4 separate regions of the Sus scrofa genome follow, and all the other regions are linked to region 1. A link is a contact called in public Hi-C and targeted proximity ligation data. All regions are on one chromosome and are shown on one strand. The core of a region is the stretch at or near the end of the contact, and the rest is flanking DNA. Distances in the headings are between cores, read along the strand shown. Region 1 has its middle 180 kb from the start of EEA1. Region 2 overlaps UBE2N (ubiquitin-conjugating enzyme E2 N). Region 3 holds the start of NUDT4 (diphosphoinositol polyphosphate phosphohydrolase 2). Region 4 has its middle 69 kb from the start of NUDT4.

Evidence for each region. A called contact is a pair of places that touch in the nucleus more often than the background predicts.
Region 2: a targeted proximity ligation map of skeletal muscle shows a contact between it and region 1. A contact is called at or near these places in 7 of 47 Hi-C or Micro-C datasets (liver, psoas muscle and skeletal muscle) and 1 of 2 datasets of targeted methods (skeletal muscle).
Region 3: a contact with region 1 is called in a Hi-C map of skeletal muscle, with 5 times the contacts expected there. A contact is called at or near these places in 2 of 5 promoter capture datasets (fetal liver and liver), 9 of 47 Hi-C or Micro-C datasets (heart right ventricle, liver, omental adipose tissue and 2 more) and 2 of 2 datasets of targeted methods (alveolar macrophages and skeletal muscle).
Region 4: a Hi-C map of liver shows a contact between it and region 1, with 3 times the contacts expected there. A contact is called at or near these places in 1 of 5 promoter capture datasets (liver), 2 of 47 Hi-C or Micro-C datasets (both in liver) and 1 of 2 datasets of targeted methods (skeletal muscle).

The regions. Positions count from the first base shown.
Region 1 is chr5:89,949,889-89,957,331 of Sscrofa11.1, forward strand. No RefSeq gene overlaps it. Among named protein-coding and RNA genes, the nearest start is that of EEA1, 180 kb to the right of the region's middle.
Region 2 is chr5:89,696,722-89,704,164 of Sscrofa11.1, forward strand. The region is part of intron 1 of UBE2N (ubiquitin-conjugating enzyme E2 N); the gene reads left to right. Among named protein-coding and RNA genes, the nearest start is that of UBE2N, 27 kb to the left of the region's middle.
Region 3 is chr5:89,724,630-89,732,072 of Sscrofa11.1, forward strand. It overlaps NUDT4 (diphosphoinositol polyphosphate phosphohydrolase 2), which reads right to left and starts at 3,631. Exons shown (of 5, transcript XM_003126721.5): 1 at 3,128-3,631. The coding sequence starts at 3,226.
Region 4 is chr5:89,793,304-89,800,746 of Sscrofa11.1, forward strand. No RefSeq gene overlaps it. Among named protein-coding and RNA genes, the nearest start is that of NUDT4, 69 kb to the left of the region's middle.

The sequences.
Region 1 (7,443 bases), core at 3,528-6,027:
TATACATAGAATATTTCTGGAAGGACACCCTAGAAATAAAACAGTGGATGCCTCTATGGGAAAGACTGTGAGACTGGGTCCTAGAGGTTCGTAGAAATTTACTTTCCACTCCCGATGTTTTGTACTATTCAAAACTTTTATTGGCCAGGTACATAAATCATTTTTAAAAAAGAATTCTAAAGTAAATGGCATTCTTCCCAATGAATTAGGGTTTAGTGGGTAATGGTAATGGTAATGTTAGCCAATGAAATAGGCTGAAATATATGGTTTGATTAATGACTGAATCATTTAAAACTCTACAGGAGAAGGCCTGTTTCAGTTAAGTGTATATTTGGGAAGACCATTTCAGTAACTAATGAATAATTATAACAAATTGATATGGGGCTGCTATTTTTAATGCTGAAAGTTTGGAATCCTCAAGAACTATGTACAAAGTCCAGCACCTCTCCCTAGGAAGTCATGGCAAAGGCCCTTTCATGATGAAGGGTCACCCTGACTTAGAGCCCGCAAAATTATTAATTAGTCTTTTAATTTCTCATACATTCTAATTTCATAGCTCTTAAAGAATCATCATTACCGTTTCTCTCTTTGCCTGTGGATGACTGAAGACTGATTGAGAGGATAAACACGCATCAATTTGTTTCCATTAAATAATACCCTCCTGGCTCCCAGGAGCTGATAAATTTGATGGCTTTAGAAAGCAGTCACATGATAGCAACCTAGCAACCTCCCTCTAAAGTTGGGCTCACGGGCAGGTGGAAAAATGATAAGGACGGAAGAGTGGCTGTTAATATACATTCTTTTCTGAGACCTGGTGCTAAATCAACACACCATGTTTGGGGAGAAGGTATATGACAGTACACCTTTCATTTAACCTTCAGGAGCCTGTGTTGATATTGTAATATCAATAATAGCCTGTGTTATCTCTTGAAATATTAGGTTTACTGTTAATTAACGCATTTGTCTATGCCTTCCCTCCGCTCAAAATATGAGTTCTTCTAAGTGCTAGACTGGCATCTTCATTCATTCATTTGTTCATTTGTGGAACAAATATTTAATGTATACTTACCACATGTGTATGCTTTGCTAAGCCCTGGGTTTGTGTGGGGGGGGTACAAAGATGAATTAAGAGATACGCCTCACTTTCAAATCACTCACAATCTTCTGGTGTCTTCACAGTCTGATAGCCTCATTCAGATTTGTATCTCCCAAGATTGTTTACACAAAAGGTGCTTAATAAGTGTTTATTAATTGAGAAATTGTTCAATCTGTGAACCCAGAACTGTGCCATGATTCTGTGGGTGCCCATTAAATTTTAACTGATGAGATTTCAGTAAATCACCAATTTCTTGAGACTTCTTCTGTAATAGCATTTAGAAACATAATTCCTTCCTTTGGTCAGATATTTCTAGACCTGAGAACGGATACTTTTAGGGCTGCCATTGAGGACAACAATTATTATGACTCAACAATAGCCAAGGCCATAAACTCCTAAGGAAGTGGGCTCATTTTCACATGGACAAACAGCTACACTAACAAAGAGCACAGGAAGAGGGAAGGCAATCAGGGAAGCTAACATTTCCTGAGTGCCCACTCACGGCCTGGAACTCCACATGCCTCACTTCATTCAGTGAATAGCCACCCTGGGAACATAGTGATGTTGATGCAGAGAAAGAGAAATGAGCATTTTCCGTATCGTCCTGGTCATTAGTAGGTCACATATATTTGTGTCTATGTATGCATGTACTTATAACTTAAAATTAAACATTTACCAAGCACTCGTCTAGGTGCTAGGTGCCTCAGGATGTATAAGCCATAGTCTGTGCCCTCAATGAAGTGAATGATACAAAGAAACATCCAAAGTTAAATAACCGCATGAAAATTGTGTAGTAGTAACCAAGAGGATTCAGAACTGGCTGGAGCACATGAACATTTCATCCAAAATTTCCTAAAATGGCATGTACACGTCACTGGTATACACAAATACTTTTATTTTTTTTTAAATTTTTTAACAGATTTTTTTTCGCCATGCAAATATTTTATTTATTTATTTTTAATAGTTATTTCTCAAATACAATTTTTTTTCTACTTTACGGCATGATGACCCAGTTACACCTACATGTACATGTTCTATTTTCGCACATTATCATGCACCAACGTAAGTGACTAGATGTAGTTCCCAGTGCTACACAGCAGGGTCTCATTGCTAATCCATTCAAAGGCAATAGTTTGTATCTATTAACCCCAAGCTCTCCAACCACCCCACTCCCTCCTCCTCCCCCTTGGCAACCACAAGTCTCTTCTCCAAGTCCATGATTTTCTTTTCTGTGGAAAAGTTCATTTGTGCCTTATATTAGATTCCAGATATAAGTGATATCACATGGTACTTGTCTTTCTCTTTCTGACTTACTTCACTCAGGATGAGAGTCTCTAGTTCCATCCATGTTGCTGCAAATGGCATGATTTTGTTCTTTTTTATGGCTGAGTAGTATTCCATTGTGTATATACACCACATCTTCCTAATCCAATCATCTGTCGATGGACATTTGGGTTTTTTCCATGTCTTGGCTATTGTGCATGGAGCTGCAATGAACATGCAGGTGCATGTGTCTTTTTTAAGGAACGTTTTGACTGGGTATATACCTAAGAGCGGGATTGCTGAGTCATATGGTAGTTCTATGTATAGATTTCTGAGGTATCTCTATACTGATCTCCATAGTGGTTGTACCAGCTTACATTCCCACCAGCAGTGCAGGAGGGTTCCCTTTTCTCCAAACCCTCTCCAGCACTTGTTATTTGTGGACTTATTAATGATGGCCATTCTGACTGTTGTGAGGTGATATCTCATGGTAGTTTTGATTTGCATTTCTCTTATAATCAGTGATGTTGAGCATTTGTCCATGTGCTCGTTGGCCATTGTATATCTTCCTTGGAAAAATGTCTTTTCAGGTCTCACAAATACTTTTAAATTTCACTTGGTATTTATTTTAACATGGATTAGAAAAATCCATAATTACCATTCACACCTTTGAGTGTGTGGATTTCTTACTGTGAGGCTACATTGGAAAGTGAGTTCATTTAAAGATTATCTACATGAACAGATCAAGTAAGTGGCCAGGTAGAGGGATGTGATTCAGTCCTATGGTAATGATTCTGCGAGGTTATTTGAATAACCTGAGTTTGGAAAATGCAATCAAGTCCAATGTCTGGGCTGCAAGAGTTTAAGTGAGTTCTCCAAGGTCAGAAAGGCAGTAGAAAACCTAGACCAGAAGCTGGTTACCTGACTGGTCCTTTGCCCCCACATCCTCTTTCAATCACTACTTCCTATTTTGCAGATGACAAAACTGCAGCCCTGAATTACATGTTCTCCCTCAGTACGACAACTCGTATGAGAATCTGCAGTGCAGAAGGGATAGAGTTGGCCTTATGAAAAATCAAAGTTAATATATTTACAGAGTACTTACCACGAATGCCCGTATTATAAAATATCATACTTACTCATTCATAGTCATCCCCAAACTACCCTGTGAGATATACTTAGCTATTTCTACCATCTTTTCATAGGAGGAAATTAAGGAACAGAGATCAAATGCCTTTCCTAAGATTATAACTTGCAAAGCTGGGATTTAAACCCAAATAGTTCAGCTCCAGAATTTATTGTTTTAACCACCATGCACACAGCTCACCAATAATAAGTGAAGAGGGTTGAAGAAGCAACATCTCTCCCTCATGAAATGGGACAGGGTCTGCTCAGGCAATATATTGCACCCTGTTTCCAGTTCCCCAATTGGTCCCTTGTTCATCTCATGGGAGACATAATTTCTTCAAACCATCACTTTTTAATGGACAGAAATTCCTGAGAGGAACCAGTGATTACCAAAACAACCCTTGTATAAGAATAATTGGTTAGAGCACTATGATAAGAAGTATAAAGAAATAGCCCCATCCAGAAGGGAGGAGAAGGAGTCACAGGAGGTGAATGGAGAGAGGGATAGTCTGGGGACATGGGTGGGGCTGAGAGTGACCCAGGAGAGGAGGCCCCTGCAGGACTGGCCCGTGCACTGCAGGGGGCCACCATGTGCTTTGAAAGCCCTGCCTGATGCCCAGCACTTGGCACAGCACTTGGCACAGAGCAGATGCTCAAAGCTTTGTGGAGTGGAAGACCTGGATGGAAACAAAAGCCAAGTTGGGAGGCAGGCGCAAGTACAGGGATTGGAGGTGAGAAGGCATCAAACCCACATGGCCTAATTTATACTCTGATCCAGGTGAGCCCACCCATCTCCCATCATCAGACAAAGGAGCTGTGTGTTAAACATTTACAATTTACCAGCTGTGCTCCTGATGTTTGTAGAATGCCTTGGTTTTGAGAAATCTATTTCATTTCTGTCAATTATAGGAGCAGCCCCGTGTAATCTTCTGGCCTAGATGTTCTTAGATGAAAAGTCCTCATTCCCCCTCATGACGGGGTGCTTCCAGGTAAGCCAAGGCCACGTCGGGACCAGAGCCAGCCTCCTCTGGTCTGCTGCCAGAGAGAGATCAGCCCTCGGCAGTTTTCTCCACCTCACCAGCAGGTGCCAACAGCTAAGCCATTCCACACACCTTGGGGCAAAGAACTGCCAGACCTCAGGGCCAAGTTCGGAGCCTGAAAATTCTTCCAAAGGCTGTGGGGAGAAATCTGAGGGTGCATCCATGCATTACGTAAGCCGTGGGTACTCTGTGCCCTGCTGGTGCGCAGAGCGCTGGGCCTCCTGAAATTGCACAACTCTTACGCAGGAGCACTTGCTAAGTGTTGCAACATGACTCCGCATCTTTATCAAAAATGTGAAACATCCACCCAGCACACACTTAGAAAACACTAAAAGCTCTTCTCCACCAGGTGGTTAAGGCTGCTTGATCCGGCTGACAGGAGTGGAGCAGCTTGGGTGGCGTTGGGGGTGGGGAGCAGTTTTACTGTAGCTCTTGGCCCAGGAAGCTGAACACTCAGTACCTTGTACCACACTAGCCTTGAGCAGGGCAGGCTTCTGATAAAATGTACTTTTTTGTGTGTTTGTTTTTCCTGGCAGTCTCGTTTTGCGTTATAAATGGCTCTTTATTTTCATCCCATAGATCCATTCTTGCCTCTGTTGTGTTCTCTTCTTGCTTCTGAAATAACTGAAAGGTTGGTAAAATCATCACTGATGAACCTGCCTGTTCTGACCTTGAGCGGAGGCTGCATTTCCACATTGCTCGTGCAGTCTACAGTTGCTCCCACGTGGGAGAGTTTGGCTAGAATGGCCCCCCAAAAGCGGGGGCTATCATTCTATTTACACTACTGCACTTGGTGCCGTTCAGTGCCAGGAAGTGGCGGGGACTTTCACTCGCTCCAGTCCTGCAACCTTTTCAGAGGGCTGTTGGGCAATCGTCAGAGGTTACAGGGTTGGAACAACATCCCCTCCCCCCATAGGTCATTCCCCTGCAGGACAGCTTGGAGGCAAATTTTATTAAGTATCAAGTAGCTGACCCACAGCAGTATAAATAGCGAGAGAGCATATGACAAACCCAGAAGTGAATGTGGTAAAACCCCAGGCTGAATACATGTAATGTGTTTACTGTCATCAGTACCTGCATGGAGATGTTTGCCCAGCAACCATCCAGGAAAGGCGTTGAACCATAGAAATGGAGTTATTAAGGTTCAATCTTCGAAAAATAATTTTATCCCTACTTTTGAAAGCTTGATGACCACACAGTTATCCCAAGGAAGGGACCTGCAGATAGGTTGGATGTTGTTTTTTATAAGTAAAGACTGACCCTTATTAAAACATTGCAAGTTCATCCAGGTAAGAGCCAGAGAAACGGGATGGCAGCATGGTTTAATAGAGGGTAGGAACTGTAGGCGGCCACCATCAGGCAAAAGGGACTCGAAATGAGAATTTTTCAAGGGAAACATGGAGAGGATTTTAATTTTCTTTTCCCACCATCACACCCTATCTTTATTTTAGGAAGCAACACAATATAAACCATGATTTACTGCAGTTGATCAGACCACAGATGATTAAGTTATGAGAGGCCACTGAGCTTTCCAAGGCCAGTTTCCTAAACAACCTACTTTGTCCATCCTGTCCCCACTGGCTGGAGCTGGTGACATTCCAGAAAATAATCTTGTGTTCTTATCATGATGGAAGGAAGCTCTGGGCAGGCATGGTATAAGATGGATGCGCAATGAAATTTGTTGAATGCGCCCCTCAGAGAGGACCATTTCCAAGGCCTCCTTGGTCTTGCCTGAACCTGCAATATCCCTCGTAAGGAAAGACTACTGCTTCATCAGGATCGAAATTTCAAAACTATTTTGAAGGGTGGCAGCCCTGTTAAGGTCTAATCCCTTGGAAGACAACATGAACTCCTGAATATATTCATTCTTGTATGTTTATTAAAAATCAGTATCTTTACTTTGTATCTAGAGTGAGGCAAAAAAAAGTCAAAGGTATTCAGAGGCCAGAGTGACCACGAAGCACTGATGCAGTCAGGGCGTGCTGCACAGAAGTGTGGGGTATGGATGAGGCCCTGGCCTTTTCCCAGGTTAACTCTCACTCCCTCAAAGACATTGGCTCTTTAGGCAATATTCACTCTCCATTTCTTCCTTAGTGAAACAATACAGACACGGTGATGTGCCTGGCTAAAGACTACATTTCCCAGCCTCCCTTACAGTAGGGGTGGCTAACGAGGCCTACAGAGTTGTTGCTGGGAGGGCAGCATTGTCAAGTTAAAATATGAGTTCCCTGGTTAAATTTGAATTTCAGATGAACAACGAGTAAGTTTTAATATGAGTATGTCCCATAGACTATATCAATATTTTCATTTACCAAATTGGCAACTCTATGGGTGAGGCTTCTGGGAAACAAGCTAGGACTCTCCTTTTGTGCCTTTTCTTCTTTCTCTTCTTTCCTGGGATATGGATGGGATAGCTGGAACTTCAGCAACCATCTTGGATCACGAGGTTAAAGATGGTGGAAGAGAAACATGGAACACTTGAGTCCCTAATTTTTGTACATTTCCAACTTAATGTATGAGAATAAACCATGGATTTGCTTTAGCCACTCATAGTACCTCTGTTATCTGTACCAAATTGCTTTTCCTAACTGATATGGTCATAATAACAGTGCATTGTTAATTTGGGGGTTAAGTCTAGTTACCATGTGTCATCTTCACTCTGCCTCTTATGTAACATGAGCCACTCCACTTTCACTGAGTCTATTTTTAAAGGACCCCAAGAGGGATGGATGGTGCTCCTTATACCCTTTGAAACAACAGCCCTCAGCATGAATTTCTACATGGCATTATTTCCTATTTTGCAATAGCATTTAAGTCTTTTGATACTTACTTTAGGTGATTAATAATAATATTCTAAAGAAGAACTGTTCTTATCTCTACACAAAGATTTGGTCTGAAAATCTCAAGTCCCATAAA
Region 2 (7,443 bases), core at 3,625-6,124, 250 kb before region 1:
AAACTGAGTCCTTCAAAAACTGACATTTATGTGTACTTTTTATTCACAATGAAATAAATTCCAGGGGTTGGGGTGGTGGTGGTAAGGGACTCTCTTAGAGTTAGTTGATGCCACAATACTATGTGCAAAGTAAGGAATTAATACATTATTTAGTAAATTCATATTTCAAAGTCACAAGAACATTTCAGAGCAAAATGGTTTGTGCAGTATCAGAGGCAAATGGCTTACCATGTAACAGTTTGAGGTTAAAATGGTATAGCCAATTTTTAAAGCAATTTTTTTCTACTTCATTTAATAAGATTATACTTCTTCACTTGACAGTCCCAAAAGAAAAGAAAAGTGACATATTTTAATTTACCTCTTCCACGAAGCACTTTTTGATGACCATTAAGCCTTTCCTTAACTCCTGTGCTGTTTATTGTCCTGCCAAACATTTGACATTTACTGTTCGTATTGTTAATTGCCTTTCTCTGTACCACTGAGATTACGAAAATAGACTCTGAATCTAGATTAGGTAGAACCCAATAGCCTGGATTTTAAACCTGGCTTTGATTATACTGCAAGAGGTCACTCTTAGTTCCTCATTTTCCTCATTTGTAAAATGCATCTAGGATTAAATGTGTTAAAAATACATTTAGAGCACTTAAATCAGTATTTGACCTAGCGTTTGGGGTTTGTCTTTGTTTTTAGCCATGGAGTACAGCAGTTTGATGTGGGATCTCAGTTCCCAGACCAGGGATTGAACCCAGGCCGAAGCCCTGAAAGCACTGAATCCTCACCACTAGACCACCAGGGAACTCCCTGACCTAGTTTGTTTTCATTACTTGAGCTTTTATTGATTCTCTGCATTTCTGGAAACATCGCTTGATAATCACAGTGTCCTTGTCCTTGTGGTACTCACAGAGTAGTGGTGAGGGGAGGAAAAGAAACAGACTACCTGTTTAACCTGATGTGTTTAGTGGGGCAAAAGAATTGGTGGGTAGCAGACGAAGAAATCAAGGAGTTCAGTCTAACAGTTTTACTTGTTGGATGAACAGTTTGTTAATAGGATTTTCAGATTTTGTCTGCTGTCAGTGAGTGGAGTAGTTGTAAATGCCATTCCTGGGATGGAAGTTACCAACTACCACATCAGGTAGAGTCACCCTTCTCATCAGCTCTGTGTGGAACCCGAATATGCATGCGTTTATTCATGAGACAAACCTTCATTTAGCCCTTCCTGCCACCATTTGCCTGCTAGAGTTCCCGCCTTCAAATAGTTTAGGGTTCCACAAGTACACCAGCAGTTAGTTACTATGCTAGTTCTAGAAAGAAAAATGGAGGTTAATTAACGCACAGGAAACTGGAAGTGCAGGGGAGATGCTTTCAGACTAATTCAGACATGAGAAATGAGTTAGTGAGATATACGTAGCTTTTGAAAAGTCCCTCTCTGGCTCCCAAATCTCCATTTGTTTTCGCCGAACTTAACAGAAGTATGGATCTGGTTTTGGGTTGATGAGAAAAATTAGGGCAGAGAGATGTGTAACCCACAGCCCCGTCTCTCGGGTGTTACTCCGCGGGGGGGATATTAGAATACTTTCCTAATGTAACTTTTATGAAAATCAGTTTTTTCATTTGCAAGGCAAAACGTGTTGGCTTAAGTAGAAGAGGTCTTGTGTCCACTAGGGGGTGGTGTGGACCATAAAAATTCAAATTATTCCTCACTGATTAACCCGTATTTCATCAGGCACCTGCCTCGTTTGAATAAATGTTTGTTCATGCAGTGTTCTTGTTTTGGCCACACCTGCGGCATATGGACGTTCCCAGTAAAACTGTTGGTTTACTGATTTTATTGGAGTATGGTTGACTTACCGTGCTGTGTTAGTTTCAGGTGTACAGCAAATGAGTTAGTCATACATGTAGATATATCCATTCTTTTTTCCTATATAGGTCATTACAGACTCTTGAGTAGATTTGCCTGTGCTATACAGTAGTTTGTCATTAATCGTCTATTTTATATGACAGTGTGTATGACCACATTGCTATTTAATGTGGCTACTAGAAAATTTGTAATTAGACACATGGCTGACATATTTCTTTTGAACAGCCATTCGAAGGGAAAGCATTCACTGGCCATTTTTATCATGGTATATACCTTTAGCTGGCCTTATGATTTGTAAGGAAGTAATGTAATGAGGAAATGGAGCACAACTTTGGTTCCGTTCCTAATGGCAGCTAGAATACATGTAGTCAGTTTTACTATAATGAGATGTGTTCCAAATTCATTGCATTAAGCAAAATCATGGTAAAAATCATAGGGCTCATGGATGAAATGTTAAGGGCATGATACTCAAATGTCATTGGTGACATTTTTAAAATGTCTACTTACTAATTGAGGGGGAACTCATAGATGCCCTCAGGTGGTTTACAGTTTGTATAATGAAAAATCAACTTGCTTGATTAATAATCCCCTAAAAGGAGCCCCTGTTAGTATTTTAGAATCACTTAAAGATGTAGTAGTAGGTTGGAGTGGACAGAATAGGCATCATTGAGGCACCTCTCAATTTTATGACATTTTTGTGATAATGAAAATCGAGTATAGTCACATCTAGGTGAGATGAGCTAAAAGATCCACAATTGCAGTTTTGTGTTTAGAGAATATTCTGTTGTATTAATTTATTTATTTTGGCTGCACACGGGCACGTGGAAGTTCCCAGATCAAGGATCAAACCGTGGCATAGCAGTGACCCAAGCCACTGCAGTGACAATGCTAGATCCTTAATCCACTGCATCACAGGAGATTTTGTTTTGTTTTCTTTTTTCTTCAGAGAATATTCTGTTATGGGGAGAAAGAAAACCTAATTGCTATAGATAAAATGTGGTGGGGGTATATATAGTGAATAATAGGACAATTTTTTCTCATATGCAGATGAGAACTTTTTTTCCCCTTTGGCCACACCCATGGCAATGAAAGTTCCCAGGCCAAGCCACAGCCACAACTGCAGCAACCCTGGATCCCTAACCCACTGGGCCACATTGGGAACTCCACAAATTATCACTCTTTTTCTAAGGATACTATTTATTATCTAAAATTTTCCTGTACATAATTCATTGCCTTAAAATGTGTACAATTTACAATTTTTCATATTGCACACATTATTATTGAACCTAAAAATGGGAAAACTAGTTAACAGAGTTAGTTGACAGCATGTCAAGTGTTGTAATTTACTGTGGTGTATTTCTGGGATTTTTTTTTTTTTTTTTTTTTTTGTCTTTTTTTTGGTCTTTTTGTCTTTTGTTGTTGTTGTTGTTGTTGTTGTTGCTATCTCTTGGGCCGCTTCCGTGGCATATGGAGGTTCCCAGGCTAGGGGTTGAATCGGAGCTGTAGCCACCGGCCTACGCCAGAGCCACAGCAACGCGGGATCCGAGCCGCGTCTGCAACCTACACCACAGCTCATGGCAACGCCGGATCGTTAACCCACTGAGCAAGGGCAGGGACTGAACCCGCGACCTCATGGTTCCTAGTCGGATTCGTTAACCACTGCGCCACGACGGGAACTCCATGGGATTTTGCTCTTTTGAGTCCCAGTAGATCTGTCCTGATCAGATCAGTTTGATGTGTTTTTTAATTCCTTCTTAAAGTATTTGTAGCATGAACTGCTGTATGCATTCTGTAAGACGAGGTAGTTTCCTTGAGACCTTAATTGTGTTGCCACTTAAATTCATACTCTATTTTTATGTACATCCGTTTCTACTTTTTAGCAACCGATTTCCTAAACATAGTCTACATTACTTTCTCTTTTTTTCGTTTTTCTTTAGGGCTGCACCTCTGGCATATGGAGGTTCCCAGGCTAGGGTTTGAATCAGAGCAGGAGCTGTTGGCCTACACCACAGCCACAGCAACCCCAGATCCTTAACCCACTGATGGAAGCCAGGGATCGAACCTGTGTCCTCATGGTTACTAGTCAGATTCGTTTCTGCTAAGCCGTGATGGGAAACGTATTACCTTTTATTTTGCATGATCTGAGCTAAAATTCTACTTGGGATCCAGTCCCAGGATTGCTTTTAAACAAGTAGGGTCACAAAGTGCAACTAGATGTTAGTTTCTTTTTTTTAGGAACACTTAATAAATCTTGAGATTTGTTACTGTGCTTTGTTCTTACCCTGCATTCTCTTGTAATTGGTTACGTATGACTGTAGTCTTCTCATGTGACTTCATTTGTCAAGTCCTTTTACAGTGTTCTCTCATTTAATTTTCATAGCACCTCTGCACGAGAGGCTAACGATGTGGTTGAGGAAGCTGAGGCGCCGAGCCTTGTAAATTACCTCCTCAGAAATATAGTTAAGCCAACACTGTAGTAACTTTAGCCCAGTACTTCTAGACTTAATACATCACTGTCTACAAAAGAATAGTGTAAAGCTAGAATGTGTTGCACATTTCTCGGTGTGAGTAGTAGCAGGAAGGCTTTTATTTCCTTCCCAGTTTTTGCCTTTGTAGGGGAAAAAATTGACAACGACTTCTATGGAAGGGTTGTTCCATTTGGTTTGGGTTTTATTCTTTTTTTTCCTCCTGTAATTTATGCTATGGGTTTGTTTGGGAAATCAGTGCTCTGTAGTCAGATAATTATGCATCTATTCATTATATCCAAATCCATTAGGACTTGAGACCATGTAAAAACTATTTCAAAAAATTTTCTGTACCTAAGAGCTTATTCTACAGTGTGTTCCGATTACGCCTTATGCTTGATCAGGCCACTTGGTGTGTTTCTTCAATACGTACATTCTTTAGAAAGATTATCTGATTTGGGGAGTGAACTGAAGATGAGGAAATGAATGCCCTGTCTGTCTCTGACAGAGTGACGCTCTGAGAGTGATTTGAAGCTATTTTTGGATGTGATCTTGGAGGCCCTTCTGGCAGCTTTTTATAGCTTTGAATAGAGCTGCTACTATTTTATCTAACTAGGAGTGGTGTTTTGGGGCCCTTGGGCCCCAGCTTTCTCTCTCTCTCTGTTTTTTTTCTTTCTCCCTCCTTCTTTATGGCTTTCTAAAAATATGAGGACTTGGGATAAAACAAAAGAATGGAGGTGCGGAGTCAAAATTCAAGCAGTTTTACTTCTTTTCTCATTCATTTCCTCCTTTTGTTCATCCCGGTCTTCACTTTTCCCCTAAAGGTGAAAACCAGCCTCTTTTGTTCCAGTTACCTGTTGGAGGACTTCCCAAGATGGGAGGCTGCTTTATTGCCTCCTGAGGTCTTTAATGCTCTGGAAATGTTTTTCTTTGAATCTACAGAATATTTTGCTGAAAGTAGTTTTTAGCATTTCAGGATCTGAATTGCCCTTGCATTGCTATGATTAAAACAAAACAAAAATTAGTCTTGAGTTAAAACCATTACTAAAAACATTACTTTAAATGCCTGTGGGTTTAACGCATTTTGGGGAAGGATTAGATTTTGTAGTTCCATCTTATGATTATTTCAGTATATAATTGTGCTGACAGAGAAATTTTTTTTTTTAGTGTATACACTGCAGGCTGTAGAATGAAGTGGTGGAAGGTGTATAATTTTTCTTAAGTAAAAGCAGTGTAAATACATTATTCTCATTCATTATTTGTCATACCTAAAAGCTTAAATACAGAAGTGTTTTAGCTGTTTTTGACTATATGTATTTATTCAAAATGTTGACAATATATTGTTACTAATATGTAAAACTACACTCACTACTGTCAGTTCGTGTATTGAATATTAGCATTTTTCTGGCTAAATTTGTAAACGGAAATTAGATTATATCTTCCCATGCCTGACTGGATCCTTTTGTTTTCTATTGTGATGTCGTTCACGGAATAACCCTGTTTTAACATTAAAGATGAAATTTCTGATCGTTTATACCTTGTTCTTTGTAACATCACGTAGATGGATAATTCAGCAAGTATTTTGCAAACCTCTGTGGCGCTGGGTACTGTGCCAGACGCTGCGGCTGTAGCAGTAAATGAACGCAGGTCTCCCTTTTCCCTCCATTCTGAGCGGAGTGAGTGCCATATGCAGTGTGTTTGGAGGCCCTGGAGATGAAGTAGTGGGGGAGCAGGGATAGAAGGAGGGTGTGGGATAGGCTGGATTGGGGTCTGCATGTTGAATTGTAGAGGCTTCACTGAGAAAATAGATTTGAATGAAGACCCTCAGAGCTGAGGGTTCCAGCTCTGTGGAAAGGGAAGAGGGAACCCTTTGTAAAGCCCCTGAGGGAAGAGGATGCCTGGCAGGCTGAAGGACTACAGAGCAGTTCATCTGGCTGGAAGGTCCGGGTGGAGGTGGGAGACAGGACGAGGAAAGCTGAGCCGAAGGCCTGAGGGATAGGTGGCATGAGGGGGTCATGTGAAGCCTCTTTTTTTGGGGGGGGGAGTGGAATTATACGGTTTTTGCTTTTGAAAAGGTCTGTAGAATAGAGATGGGCATGGCAGTGGGGTGAGGAGTGCAAGGCAGAAGCGGAGAGAACAAGTTGGTTATCTCTTGCCCTTTGCCAGGGGAGAGCCCTTGGTGGCTTGGATCAGAGGTGTAGCAGTGGAGTGATGAGACGTCTGGCCAGTCATGGGTAGATTTGAAGTTCAAGCCAACAGAATGTGCTTATCAGGTTAGATGGGTGGGTTATGAAGGCAATGGTCAACCATTTGACAGGGTGGATTTCTCAGTAACTGACTTGCAGAATGCTTGGGGGGAGGGGCACTTTGAAGGTGTCAAAGATCGTGCTGAGTGGGGGGTGACTATTAGGCGTTTGAGGGGCGCTGTCCCACAGTTACGAATAGAAGAGGCACGCTTGGGGAGAAATCTGTGTCGGATATGTATTTGGGGAGGCTTGGGCACATAGGAAGTGTGTTTACTATTTCAGTTCATTGGATGAGATGAGATCGCTCTGGAAGTGTGTAGGCAGAGAAGACCTTGGATGGAGCCCTGGAGCACCTAAATGCTGGAGTGTTGTGCAAGTAGGGAGGGGTCAGCAGGGAGGCTGCTCCCATGCAAGTAGGAAGAGAATCCCGAGAGTGTGGCTGCAGGAAACTGGATGCAGCCTCACCAGGAGATGGCAGATCAGTTGGGTCAGATATTGCATCGAAGTTGGTTAAGATAAAGCATTAGCCCTTTGATTTAACCACATAGGAATCATTGGTGACCTCGGCAAGCTGGAGCCTGATTGTAGAGTTGTTTTGAGTTGTTTTGAAGATAGGAGGGGAGGAGAGCCATTAGAGACAAGCGAGTATAGGTAACTTTCAAAGAAGAGCCAGTCAGTGGGGCAGTAGCTGGTGGAGGAGAGCCAGGTCTCTTTGGGGGAGTAATTATAGTGAGTCTGTACAGTTTGGGGAAAGATCCAGTAAAGAGGGGGAACTGGTGATTGAAGAGAGAGAAGAAGAGATGCTAGAGCGATGTCCTTTAGTAGGTGAGAAGGAGCTAAGATCGAGAGGAGAGCGTGGCCTTAGCCTAGAATG
Region 3 (7,443 bases), core at 2,381-4,880, 230 kb before region 1:
TAAGGTGTTTTTCAGCCATTATTTGTTCTATTCTATCCTAAGCTGCAGCCCAACTAGACCACAGGCCCAAGTCTTCCTGCTTGTGATGCTTAGTCCTTCCTTCCCCACCCATTGAAATCCAGCTCCCAAATGAATGACATTGGATCTTAACCCTGGAGCACCTGATGGTACTTTTATCTTACTTGATTTCCCTTTATATCAGTCATTTGTCTGACCTCCCCCTACAGAGTATGTTCCTTAGAAGCTGACACTTTCATCTTTGCATCCCTTTCCAACTACCATATATATGCAGATATGTTCAGTGGAATCCACGGTGGGTTTTGTGAATGTTATTTGTCCCCTGTCACTGCACAAGCACACTATCCCAGCTACTCTATGGGATAGTCATTTGTTGTCTGGTTTGGAAGCCCAACTGCTAAAACGAAGGGCGGTTCCCCCACAGAAATAACTAACTGGAGAAAGGATCAAATGAGTGTGAGATTCAGAAATAAAGGACCAGGGCTCAAAATGATCTGCGGCTTCTGTGACCTTGGGACAAGTTACTTCTGCTGCCTAATTTCTTCCTATACAAGTGCTAATGCTTATTATTTACCTCAAAGGGCAGAAAGAGATAAAATGGGACACAAGATATAAAACCACACCCAAAAGAACAAATACTCTGCTGGCAGAACATCCTTCCTTCCTAAAATTTCTTACCCAGTTTAAAACCTGGTCTCGCGAGAATGCCTTCAGTGCACAGAGCCAGTCAGGACACCGCATAGCTTCTGAGGGTCAAACAGCAATTACTATTTGATTTCAACTTAGACTCTATAAACACAACCACAGCAATGAAGATCCTGCAGATCTAAACCAGACATTAAAGTTGGCTGTGCATGAGTTAGAGAATTCCAGAGCCTTCCCTCAGAGCATATTGTGTATTAAAGGGTTTCTTAACCTCCAGGTTATGAGATTTACAAAGCTTTAGGTAATAACCTATCTACCAAATTCTCCAACTCTTGCTCTTTACTTCATATTAAAATGTACTGGTCTCCTGACTCACACAGAGGCTAGGAATTGAGCATTTATTAGTAGGAACAACTTTAAAGCATAAAAACAGCTCATTCATCTGCTGAGGAACTTCCAAAGCTCTCCTTAGACTTCGCTTTGCCATTCACACAATACAGCTCATTTCAGTTTCCTCCCATTTCCCATTATTTTCCTCTGGGAACTTTTGTTTTTACAAAGCCTGAATTCCAAGTCCACGTTATGGCAAGACTTCAAAAGTCACCCCTTTCAGAAAGTCTCCCAAGCTCAGCTTCACAGTATCTCACTCATTCAGCAAATCTCATGCACCCAATCGCACTGGGCTGAGCCCCACGCCAAGAGCCCCGCCTCAGGAGCAGGGACCAGATGCTGATTTCCAACCCTACCACTTCCTAATTATGTCATTTGGCCAAAGTACTTATGTTCTGCATCTGTCTCCTCACCTATAAACCTGCACTAAGAAGATTAAATGTTACAAACTTAAAGGTCTTTCGGGCAGTGACCCGCACTTAGTAAGCACCCAATTAAGGAAAAAACTACACAACAGTGAGTCAATCAGGTAAGATCCTTGACCTTTCTTGGTCAGTATGGGCTATGGTATTCTTTTATATTCAAAGTTTGTTTTGTCCTAACAGGGCTCTTCCCCCAAGGACCTTCTAATCTTTTCAATAGAATGAGATGTTTGTTGACTTTGTAAATGCTACAAACCTTTCCCTCTCTCCTTTCTGGCTCTCCCGTGTAGGCTCAGCTCAAAGACACCAATTTCCTTTGAAAACTCCTTCAGAATTTAAGTATAACTGCTTAAAAACCTTCATCAGAGCATTGGATGAGAACTAAAAGGTTTCATTTCTTTTCAAAAAATAAAGGCAAAACAAGTGTTTGAAGAGCACCCATCTGAAGCACTTTGATTTCTGTTAGCATAGTGAGAACAACTAAGCCACGGAGAGTACATCATGTCATATTCATCCTAACTACAGGGATTAGCAATAAGGAAGCCATTAAATTCCCGTCTCCAGCTTTAGCCTGGTGTTTTATTGGACACTGTTGCTTATGGAAGCAAAACTCAGAATGGTACTGTTTCCCCCGTCTAACCATTTTAGACGTGGCAATACTAAACGATTTTCACTGGCTACCAGTCGACCATTACTGCTCTTCGAAAATTTAAAACAGTGGGCCATTTCATAATTCAATAAATTACAGAAATACGTAAAACAGTGGGCCATTTCATAATTCAATAAATTACAGAATACATAAAACTTGCTCTCCAGGAAAACTTCAAAGGCCTCACTACCAACCCCACGCTGATGGGTGAATTACAGAAGACTGTTCCTCTCCTGATTTCAAGCCAAACACAGAAAAGTAAAGCTCTGATAAATATGCAGAGAGCTAGAGATTACTGTTTGAAAATGGCAACTTTGCCCACCTCCATCTTCTTCCTTCTGGCATGATTCCACCTTTTTCACTAACCATCTTTCTGCAGTTAGAAAACTTTAAAAGCTGTTTTTTTTTTTAAATCAGCTATTAATAATGCTAAGTGCTTGTGAGTTAAAGAATTCACTTAAAAAGTGGAATTGACAGAACTAGACCTAATGGGTTTTTATTTTAAAGCACGGATCCTGTTTGGATATTTCACAGACATGCCTAGATTTAAGCATAAAACGCAAACTGCAGTTAACATGGGGAGGAAAATGTAACAGAGGCAGAAGGGCTTGGGCTGAAACACGCCATTTCTACTCCCTCGGTTAGCGCTCGAGGTTTCTCCGGCTTTACGCTCAATTCGCAGGTTAAGATGGTGACTCCCGCTAGGCGCGACCTAGAGGGCCCAGGACCTGCCCCGGCTCCCGTCCTAACCCAGACCCAGTAGGAGAGCATGGGGCTGGCAAACCCCTTTGTTTCCACAATCTAGCCCGAGAAAAGGCAGGAAGGCAGGAGGGAGGGAGCCCATCTCTCCCAGTCCTAGGGCGAGACGGGGGGTCAGGAGGGGAAGGGGATGGAGAAAGGGAAGGGCAAGGGCAAGGACCTCCCACCCCAGCCAGCCCGAACCCTACATCAGCCCCGCCCCAGCGCGCCCGCGGTGGGCACAGAGCGCGTCGGCCTCCCTCACCTCGTCCTCCTGCTCGCTCCGGAAGCAGAGGCACGCCGCCCGCTTCTTGAAGCCCTCGCGGTCATACGTCCGCGTCTGGTTGGGCTTGAACTTCATCATAGAGGCGGGCTCTTGCTGCCGCTTCTGCTCCGGCCGCCGCCGCGGGGGCCCGGCCGCCGCCACCCCGCCGGGGAATGGGGGGCGAGGGCCAGTCGGGGCGCAGGGAGGCGAGGCGGCAGCGCGTGGAAGGCGCAGGGAGGCCGGGTCAGTCCCGGAGCCGGCGACTGCTCCGACGCGGGGCAGGGCGCGAGCGCCGGTCACTGGAGCCCGGGTGCTGGAGAGGAAGCGCCGCCTCTGTCCGGGCGTCCACCGCTCTCCATGGAGCCCGCCTCCCGCTCGCCTCCGCTCCCGCCCGCTGCTGTTGCCGCCGCCGCCGCCGCTGCCGCGGGAGGAAGAGCCAAGCTCGAGGCACGCGCCACAAGGAGACAGTTGCAGTGACTACCGCCGACTGGGCAGCAGCGCAGCGGCAGCTTCGCACCGCCCCCTCCGCCGTATTTAAGGGGGCCGCGCCCGCCCCGCCCCGCCCTCGCGCGCTCCGCCCTGCGCGCGCCTCCGCGCCTGCGTGCCGGACCGTTGCGGCGGGGGCGGGGCCTGGGCGTTCCGGCGGCCGGATTGGGGCGGGCGGGCGGCGCGTGCTCCAGCCGCGCGCGGGGCCAGGCCCGCTGGGAGGCCTCCGACGCGAAAGGAGCACAGCCCCTCTGCCTGTTTGTGGCTCCCCCGGTTTCCCCTGTGAGCGTCTTGGCCTCTCCGCGAGAGCGGGTCTCACCACAGACCTCCTCCGCAAAGTCGCTGCCTGGTCAGGAGAGGCCAGGAGGTGTCACAGCGAAGGCCGTCTCCTCAGGGTAGCCGTCCAGAGTGCGCCTGTCAAGTGCGGGGAGAGAAGCGAGCGGAGGCCTAGAAAGGTGAAGACTTCGGTTGAGAGGTTTTGTTGGTTTTGTTGGCAGGGAAAGGGAGAAGGCACATCTCCTTTACATTTTTTAATCTTTGGTCGGGGGTCGCTTGTGTTCTTTCAAGAGTCAACTCAAAACACAAACAAACAAAAGCAAAAAACAAAAAAAAGAGCTCCTGTCGTGGCTCAGTGGCTAACGAAACTGACTAGGAACCATGAGGTTGCAGGTTCGATCCCTGGCCTCGCTCACTGGGTTAAGGATCCGGCGTTGTCGTGAGCTGTGGTGTAGGCCGTTGCCTGTAGCCTGGGAAGCGCCACATGCCTTGGGGTCGGCCCCAGAAAAGACCAAAAAAAAAAAAAAAAGTCACCTCTAGCTTGAACCTTTGTTTGAAGGCGCAGATAACATCTTCCACTTTGTCCCACCCTCAAGGATGCATTCCTCAATGCCAGCAGTGGCTAGTATCTCCTAACCTCATCTCGGGCCTAAGTAACAGGCGCAGCTAGGTGCTGGGGCCACGTTGCTCAATAGAAGGGCATGTCTGCTACATAGGGGCTTGCAGTGTCTCTGGGACTTGGGACAAACAACTTTTACGTTTTCCTGCAAGTGCTAAAATAGGAGCCAGGGGGCCTATCTTAGGAAGGTGGGGTTTTGTTTGTTTTTGCCCACACCCGTGGCATATGTTACTTTCTGGGCCAAGGATCCAATCCACCCCACAGCAGCCACCCCAGCCACAGCAGTGACAATGTCAGCTCCTTAACCCACTGAGCCATCAGGACACTGCTTAGGAAGGTGCTAAGGAAGTTCAGGGGAGCCCCTCACTCCCACAGTCTTGTCCCCAACACAGAGCCCTGGCTGTGTAGGTCCAGCCACATCTGACTGTTCATACTTCATTCCTAGAGGGCCTACTGTGTGCCAGGCATTGACATCTAAAATCAGCCCTGCCAGGAACTTAGGCACTTGAGGACAGACAGTCATGCAAGTACATGTAAAATTACCAGTGTGACAAAGTCTCAGATGGTAGAAGGTTTTATAGGGAAATTGGACCAGATCTGCAAGTCAGACAAAGCAGCAGGACAGGAACTGAAGGAGGAGGAGGAGCTAAGTAGACCAAGAGCCTGGTGAACTTTCAAGGCTGAGGGAACTGGGCCTTATGCAAAGTCCAGAGGGGAAGGGAGAGAGGAGAGTTTGCAGAAATGAAAGAAAAAGGCCATCTGGCTACAGATTGGGGTTTAGGGGTTCAGGGAGCTGAGCTCCACCTCTGGCCCAGGGAGCTGTGTGTAGTGAGCTCACAGTCAGCGCTTGGGAGCCCTTGGAGAGCTCAAAGCAGCACATCAGTCTTCGTTTTGTAGACTCTGACCTCTTTTATGTTAAGGACTGATGAATCTAACTCATTTTCTTACCCCCAGAGCTTAGCAGGTACAAGTTTGTACAATGAATTGCTGTTGAATAAGTAATTTAAGAAATGATGTTTTTTTTTTTTTTCTTTTAGACAATGGTTTCTCCCCTTTATTTTATTATTTTATTTTATGTTTTAGACACACTGCACAGCAGGATTGTCACTCAGGTATGAGGATGACCATTTTGTACCTTGATAAAATTACTAGTTTTGACCCATGTGTCTATTTATATGTTACTACTATTTTTAAAGCTGATAAATGAAAGAAATGATGTTTTGGCGTGGCACAATTGGAAATCGTATCGTATCTGTGCAGAGACCTTTTCTAAGCCTTAGCTTAGAGAACCCACTTGAAGTTTATTTCCAGATTTACAAACAGGGACAGAACACAGCTAGCTAGGGACTCCTGAACAGCTGATATGGAAATAATTATTTTTAGATAATTGATTCAAATTGATAAAATGCTTAACCTCGCTGTAGTCTTTTTAAGTGACAAGGAAGATTAAGTTTCTCTCTGCTTAAAACTCTTCAAAGGTCAGGCTTCTAATTGGCATTTAAATACTAGTTGATTGAATGTTGGTTCACTCAAGCCCTTCCTATTTAATATTTATGTGCGGTGAAGCACGAATCAGAATTAACTGGGGAGGAAAGAGGAAGATGCCTGCAACTAACTCAGCAAAGGAAGGAAAGGCAGCAGCACAGAACTAGTGAACCTGAACATAGGCCCATTCTTTTTGATTCCGGAGCATAGGATCTGGCTGAAGAGATCTTGAGTTCAGGTCTCATGTGAACCCAATTACTAAATTACTATATGTAGCTTTTCTCATCTCTCAAATGGTTATAATATGGCTTATACTACCTTGTACAAAGCTTAACTAAGATGTCACAGTGGGTCTGGAAGTGCTTTAAAACTAGAAAGCATTTAAAGAAATGTAAGATTAAGCTATTAACGAGGAACTTTTCATTGGGTATCTCTCCTTTTTCCTTTTCCCAAGAAGTAGCAGCGTGGAGTTCCCATCATGGCTCAGTGGTTAATGAACCCGACTAGCATCCATGAGGACGTGGGTTTGATCCCTGGCTCAGTGGGTTAAGGATCTGGCATTGCTCTGAGTTGTGGTGTAGGTTGCAGACTCGGATCCTGAGTTGCGGTGGCTGTAGTGTAGGCTGGCATCTATAGCTTCAATTTGACCCCTAGCCTGGGAACCTCCATATGCTTTGGGTGTGGCCCTAAGAAGACAAAAGACAAAAAAAAAAAGTACAGTAGTAATGGAGGGCCAGGTGCTTGGTGAGGGCTGTGGATTTTCACACTGTGAGCGAGGGTTCTTCATTTAAAAGGAATTCTACAACAAATGAAGACTGCTTTGATACTATGAATAACTCCCCCTTTATATTAATTACCTTACTATATTATTGCAGTTATTTGAAAGGGACCTAGTGGACAAGGAAACTTGTGTGACTGAAATGAGAGAACAGAGAAAGGCTGAATTCCAAATGCTGGGTCTTCATTTTCCTATGTCATTTCCTCAGAATTAGGGTGTGGGGGCACATCCCAGCCCAAAGCTCTGTCCTTTGTGTTGTCTAATGTGTGTTATGCATCTGAAATGCACTATTCAAAGCTTAGATCATGTTCAGTCAGATCATAATTGAGATAGATGCAAACTTCTTTTTCCTCTGCAGGGCCAGTAAGGACTGGTCTACACTGGCTGGTTTCCTTAGAACTCAGAGTCCAATTTCAAGTTAATCTTTGTTTAGTTCACTTACCACTGTATTGTCTTACCTAGAACTTATACACAGAGCCATTTCTTACACTATTTTCAAATATTTGGAACCTCAGAGAGGGAACTGGTTTAACCTTGCCTGTGTAGGATACTTCTTTTACCTAGGTTCTTTTAGCAACATAGTAACAGAGTATCTTGGAGGTTGCTGCCTTCTCTTGTAATTGACTCACAGTGTTACCATGAAGTAAGTTCTTTCTCTCCTGGTAAAACCAA
Region 4 (7,443 bases), core at 3,703-6,202, 160 kb before region 1:
GGGAGTGCTCTGTGCACATGAATCACAGGCTTGTGGAAGCTAATATTAGTAGATGACCTAAAAGGGATATGTCATGGGAACCAAATAAATTGTTTATACCTGGGAGGCCACCCACGAAGTCTGAGGTTACCTATTAACCGAACCATGAGCTCTTAGGTTATCACGTGTGGGGAGGGAGGGAGAGAAATAAAGGAGAACACGACAGGTGAAATTTACATGCAGCCCTTGAAACCCTTATCCCTCAGAAACTGTAAAGGGGCTGGGAGTAGCAGATCAAAAAACCCCCAAACACCCACCTTACTGAAAAAGGCAGACAAGACACTGTGTGAGGAAGAGGCTGGTAATATAAACAAGTATCTGGAAGCAAGGGAAACTTGATTCACTAAAATTGGAGCTAAACTTACCCACCTGTTTAGCTTTGTGTATGACAAGTAAGTTTCTAGACCCTCTGTGCCCCATGGCTCCCACCTATCACTTTTCTGGGAGGTCCAGCTGCCTTTATCTACCACCAACTTTTTTTTTCTTGGCTGCATCCAAAGCATGTAGAAGTTCCTAGGCCAGGGATCCAACCCTTGTCACAGCAGTGACCCAAGTGGCTGCATTGACAATGCCTGATCCATAACCCGCTGTGCCATAAGAAAACTCTTTTTTTTTTTTTTTTTTTTGTCTTTTGTTGTTGTTATTGTTGCTATCTCTTGAGCCGCTTCCGCGGCATATGGAGGTTCCCAGGCTAGGGGTCGAATTGGAGCTGTAGCCACCGGCCTACGCCAGAGCCACAGCAACGCGGGATCCGAGCCGCCTCTGCAACCTACACCACAGCTCACGGCAACGCCGGATCGTTAACCCACTGAGCAAGGGCAGGGACCGAACCCGCAACCTCATGGTTCCTAGTCAGATTCGTTAACCACTGTGCCACGACGGGAACTCCAAGAAAACTCTTATCATCAACTTTGACAGTGGGTTAGCTACTTACACCCTCTGCCCACCCCAGATCTCATCACAAAGTCCAGCTCTTGAACCAGGTTACTGGGAACCACAGGGCAATGGGAGTTTAGAAAAAGCTGTTGATTTTCCTTCAAGAGTAGTGTCTAAGACCTTGGGCTCCAGAATCAGACTGATCTGTGTTTGTGTTCAGGCTCCACTGCTTATTGGTTGTATGACCTTGGATATGTTTCTTAACTTCCTCAGCTGTAACATGGGCATAATAATAGTACCTACTTCATATAGTTGAGTGAATTAAATAACGCAATGCAAGTAAAATGTCTGCAATAGTACCAGGTAAATAATGAACACTCAGCAGAGAATAGCTATTATCATTCTTAGTAGTGGTATTTTTACAGACTGGGAAAAAAACAGTTGACTGTCATTCTGTTTCCTCTCTGATCCTGATGGCTGTGGGCTAGTGGAGAGAACAAGACCAAGAGGTGGCTTTGCCACTAATTGCCTGGGTGAAAGTGAGCAAGCCTATAACCACACTGAGCTAGACTTGCCTCCTCTCTAAAATAAGGACAGTGATAATGCACCCCCTCACTAGACTACCCATGTGGGTACAAGGAGCAGTGCCTCAGAGTGCAAGAGTCCACACAGAGAGAGGAGATATAAGATGATATCATCCATGACGGCCCTGAGGCCCCACTGTGGTTCTCCATGTGTGGTCCACTGCACACCCTATCAGAAATGCAATTCTCGGGCCCCACCCCAGACCTCCTGAAACCAGAAACTCTGAGGAGGGGCATGCGGTCTCCATTCAGCCAGCATTCCAGGTGATTTTATTGCACCTTCGAGTTTGGGAGCTACTGGGTTATGGTCATCCAGAGAAGGGAAGAGAAGAGTTGTCCACAAGAAACTAACATCTTACTGAGTAATTTTTAACTTTGGAAGATACATAGAAATAGTAAAATGACTTCCCCCCTCCCTTCTTATGTAGAAGAATGTTAAAATATATTTTAAATTTAGCCATTATTGTAGGCTGAATTGTGTCCCATGAGAATTCATATGTTGAAGTCCTAACCTCAGTACCTTAGAATGTGACTTCATGTAAAGAGATAAAGTAAAATGAGGTCATGCAGGTGGGTCCTAATCCAATATGACTCGTGTCCTTGTCAGAAGAAGAAATCTGGATACAGACAGGTATCCAAATACCTGGGGATACCTGTGGAAGGGATACCTTAGGGAAGACAGGAGAAGCATGGGGAAAGGCAGCTATCTATCTATAAGCCAGAGAGAGGCCTCAGAAGAAACCAGCCTTGCCCACACCTTTGTCTTGGAATGTCTGATCTCCAGAACTGTGAGCTAACACATTTCCGTTGTTCAAGCCACCAGTGTGTGGTGTTTGTTATAGCAGCCCTCACTAAGACCAACGCAGCCTACAGCCAAGGTGGAGCCCTGAGCAGAAAATGAGGATGGAACTGGCCGGCAAGGAGGCACGTGCAGGTTTGATTTTTTTAAGGGCCTCAGCATATTTGGAAGTTCCCAGGCTAGGGTTCACATCAGAGATATAGCTGCTGGCCTACGCCACAGTCACAGCAACGCCAGATCCAAGCCATGTCTGCTACCTATACCACAGTTCATGGCAACACCAGATCCTTAACCCACTGAGCAAGGCCAGGGATTGAACCTGCGTCCTCATGGATGCTAGTCTGATTTGTTTCTGCTGAGCCACGATGGGAACCCTTGGGAAAGCCGTTTTTAGACACCTCTCTTGACGAAAACAAAATAAGTGGGTTGCTTGTTCACTTTAGAAAGAATTCTCTAAAAGTGACTCGTCACTGGAGATAGATTAGAAGCAATGATAAAAACATGATGCAATCAGAATGAAAGTCAGTAGAAAAGTATTATTTGTACTACAATTAACTCGTTCACAAACAACATTTTAGGAATGTGTTTCCCTCAGGGAGGCAGACACCCAGGACCTTGTGTAAGGGGTTAGATAGAGCCTCTGGAATAAGTTAGTTGGTGGGGTCAGAAGAGCCTGGACATTTTCAACCCAGACCAGGGGGCAAGAGTATTGCAGTTACACCCAAGGGAAAAAGATATGCGGGACCTTGACGATGCCTTGATTATACGCTAAGTGGGCTCACTCCCCCTACCTTTGAGTTTCACCTGCATTGAATTAGAAAAAATTTCTCCCCCGGGGTATTTAGGCTTAGAAGTGTGGCCAGGTTTTACATGGGTTTGGTAAACCGGGGCTGGATGGGTGGGCGAGACCAAGGGGTTTGAGAGAGACCGAAAACAGGTTCTTCCATTTAGCCACTTTCTCTAGGTTGTGACCATAGATGTCACATCAGACAGACAGAGGTACATACAAAACTTGCTTTCCCAAGGCCTTCTCTGAAGTCATTATCCTATGGTCGACAGTCGACAAGTCAACATTATATCTGTCTGTGTTTGGCAGCGGCTTGCGAGAAGCAAGCCTTTTCTTCAGAAGCTCCACCCTCTAAGTTCCTACTGTATGTTTTTTAAAATGTTAATTTAAATGATCCTTGTATAGCTGGGCAGAAGGCTGATTTTACTCTTTTAAATGAAGAGTCACATGGTTTTTAACGTTCAACATGAGATGAAGAATTTTCTTCAGGTCATGATCATTTTTTTCTTTCTTCCATTAAATAATCCTTGTAGGGAGTCTCCAGCATGCAAAAAGCATGATAGCTGCATGATCAAAACAACAATTTGACCTTTGAGCTCTGCTCCAAGGAAATACCAACTGATAGACCATTGTCTGTCATGCAGATTTCCACGTGAAGCTCTTCTTTCTCTCTCCACTCTGTCTCTTGGTGTTCATGAAAAAAACCTGATATGCTGGAGTAGCAAGGAGTAAATCTATTAGACCTGTTGAATGAAATGCATTTCCCTTTGCGCCATTGGTTTGGGGGAAGGCATTGTCAGTGCTGCATAGGGGCAGGTAGAGGAGTGGGTAACCGGATTGCTTTCAATTTGGGGCAGAGAAGATGGGATCAGTCTTGTACTGCGTATATGAGGCCACATTGTCTTGACAGTGACATGAAAGCTTACCTCTGAGTAGAAAGTTCCCTGGTGCATCAGTTTTTTTCTTGTTAATAGAACCCTCTTTCTTCAGGAAGTTGCCTTTACTGTCTGTTGAGTCTATATAGACGTTTCCCTGGTGAGAGTTGAATGAGTATGTGATTTACACTTGCAGTAGGCGCTTCCAGACTGCAGCTGGCAATTATGAATGCATTCTCCTGCTCCCAAAAATGCTGGTGGAGAGAAGCCACCTTGGTAAAGGTCATGCCCCTTTCCTAGGAGCAGCCAGGATTCACTGATGGGCTGATGTGGGGGTAGAAACGTCCTTATTTTGGGACATCTCTGCGGGGCCATCCCAGCTCCAGAGCTCCCTGTGAGATCAATGGAGGCCTCTGCTGTGACTGCACTGCAGCTCAGCTTCTGCCTGAATCGGCAGCTTTTGTTTCCACACAGGTGTTGATGCCAAGATCATTCCCTAATAAACTTCCTTCAGGCAGTTCTCCATCTCTGAGCCTGTTTCCCAGGGAACTCAACCTGTAGCAAAACTTTCCCTTAAATAGGGCTTATTTCGCATTGGATTATTGTTAAGGGATAAATTCACATTTTCATTCCAGGAATTGATATGTATTGCTTTGGAGACTTTATTTGTATGGAAATTTTTCATGTATTCAAAAAGGTACCTAAGAATTGAAAATGTTTTGAACTCTATTGGAACAAAATAGCAGTGAGAAAGCTCAATTGGTAACCCTCAAGTTTTTGCCATCAGGTTTAAATTGACTGCCAACCACACAGTTTGGTCACATGGTGGAGGGGGAAGTCTGAGGCCAGGGGTCTTGATGAAAAAGGCCAAAGTTTCAATCTCTGTATTGTTTGGTTTGTTTTCCATTGTTTCCTGGTCTCAACCTGTACTCTAACCTGGCCAGTCCTATCGAGAGTGTTCTCTTGACCTGTCCTTGGAACAGGTGAGAGAGTGTAGATAACCACTGCAAATCTGTCACCATGGTTGGAAAAACAAGCCCTGGCAGTCTCACCATGTATGGTGAGCAGAATATTTATCCAGATGAACTCAGGAGAAGCCAACTTGGGAACTTGCCCCAAAAGGGAATAATAGTAGGTAGGTTTCCACAATTTTTTTTTTTTAAGATAAGTACAATTTTCTATATTTAGTAGCTTGTTTTGCCAACAATGAAGGCTAATGAGTAAGTACAAGGAAAATAGCATTAAAAATGTCTTTGGCTTAAACATTTTGTTAGGTTGTTGATGATTGCAAATTTATCAGAAATTTTGCTCTTTTGAAGAGCAGGCTGAATAATTAGTGAAGATTCAACATAAGTATTGAAATGGGAGCTTGTATCTACTTCACTATTATATGTTATATTATAAAACAATATATATCTATTTATATCTATTTTATATCTGTATGATATATGCACAACGGCCAAGTTCAGAAGAAATGTTTTGCTAAAAGTAAAAACAAATAGAATGGTGGAATTTGAGTATAGAACATTTTTATTAGCCTTTCTCTTAGTGTTTGAATAAATTAATGTTTAAAAGAAGTATCATAGGAAGAATGAAACAGAAGTAAATAAAATAAAAAATAAAAATAATAGGACAGGCAGATCTTTTTTTTTTTTTTTTGTCTTTTTGTCTTTTAGGGCCACACCCGAGGTATATGGAGTTCCCAGGCTAGGGGTCCAATCGGAGATACAGCTGCCAGCCTACACCACAGCCACAGCAACACCAGATCTGAGCCTCGTCTACCACCTACACCACAGCTCTCGGCAATGCCAGATCCTTAACCCATTGAGTTAGGCCAGGGATTGAACCCGAGTCCTCATGGATGCTAGTTGGGTTCATTAACGCTGAGCCACAACGGGAACTCCCAGATCTTGACATTGGAAATAAGAACCTGGTCCAGAGAAGTACTTGGGTGGAAAATAAATTGATGACAAATTCTACTATTGTGCCCAGTCTTGTGTCTGCACTGGGCTTTAACCTGGATTCAGTTGCTTTGGACAGGTACATTGAGCTGGTAGACCTGGTAACCTGCAAGCATCTGTTAGCTTGAGCTGATTTGCTTGGATTGAAAGGGTCTGCTTGGGGAGAAAAAAGGAAAATGAAGGATGGTTTGGTGCCAGTTTCAGATACCAGTCCCTGGCCAAGCCCTGGGGACTCCTGGAAAAAATGGGGCTATTTAAATGAGGGGAGAAAAATGTATATGTGTACCTGTGAGTGGGGAGTGTTGGGGGCCGGCAGAGGTGGGGAGGAAGAGCACACTGGATGCCATGAAGAGGCTGTGAGTGGTGGACTGAATTAGGACCACTTGTGAGCTGCCCTGTTCCTGATGCCCTGCCAGTCCTCGAGGAGGATTTTACTGGGGTCTGGATGCCTGAAAGAGCAGATGCTAGTAGAGTCAATGGAATTTGAGAAACTGCTGTTACTAGTTAACATTTACGAGCATCTACTGTGCCCAGCACTGGTGCTAAACTCTTCATAGTCTTTAGCTCCATGAATACTCCAACAACACTCTAACAAGGGTACTTCTACCCTTTTCCAACGAATGGAGGAAACTGGGGCTTGATGGGGTTAAATAACTTGCTGATAAAAAGTCTGAGCTGCAAATTGTTTCTCAACTTTGGCAATTCTATTGGCTTTGTTTTCTTTTCTTTTTTTTTTTTTTTTTTTTTGTCTTTTGTCTTTTTTTTGTTGTTGTTGTTGCTATTTCTTGGGCCGCTCCCACGGCATATGGAGGTTCCCAGGCTAGGGGTTGAATCGGAGCTGTAGCCACCGGCCTACGCCAGAGCCACAGCAACGCGGGATCCGAGCCGCGTCTGCAACCTACACCACAGCTCACGGCAACGCCGGATCATTAACCCACTGAGCAAGGGCAGGGACCGAACCTGCAACCTCATGGTTCCTAGTCGGATTCGTTAACCACTGCGCCACGACGGGAACTCCCGGCTTTGTTTTCTTAATGGGAATCATTTAAGGAGGTAAAACCTTGAGAAGATGAATTTGGGTTTCGGTCATGGCTTTGCTGTTACCTGCCTGCTTGGACATGTTATACAACCTCTCTGAACCTGCCAGAGTTGTTGGGAGGATCGGAGAGTATAGACACAAAGGAAAGTACTTGGTTAATAACAGTTATTATTACGATATCATTCAAGATGAAATACCTAGCTAACGACTATGAATTCATTGATGAATTAGCTGCAGTATGCTTTTCACCCAAAAAAGGAAAATGAATATTGACCACAGGCTGTTATACTTAATAGATTAATTGTACAAACAACTTTTTTTTAAAAAAAATTCATTTACTGTTATTGTAATGGTTAACTTTATGTGTCAACTTGAGTGGGCCAGGGGGTCCCAGATATTTGGTAAAATATTATTCTGGGTATTTCTGTGAGAGTGTTTTTGGATGAGATTAACTTTTAATTGGTAGATGGAGCAAAGGCGACT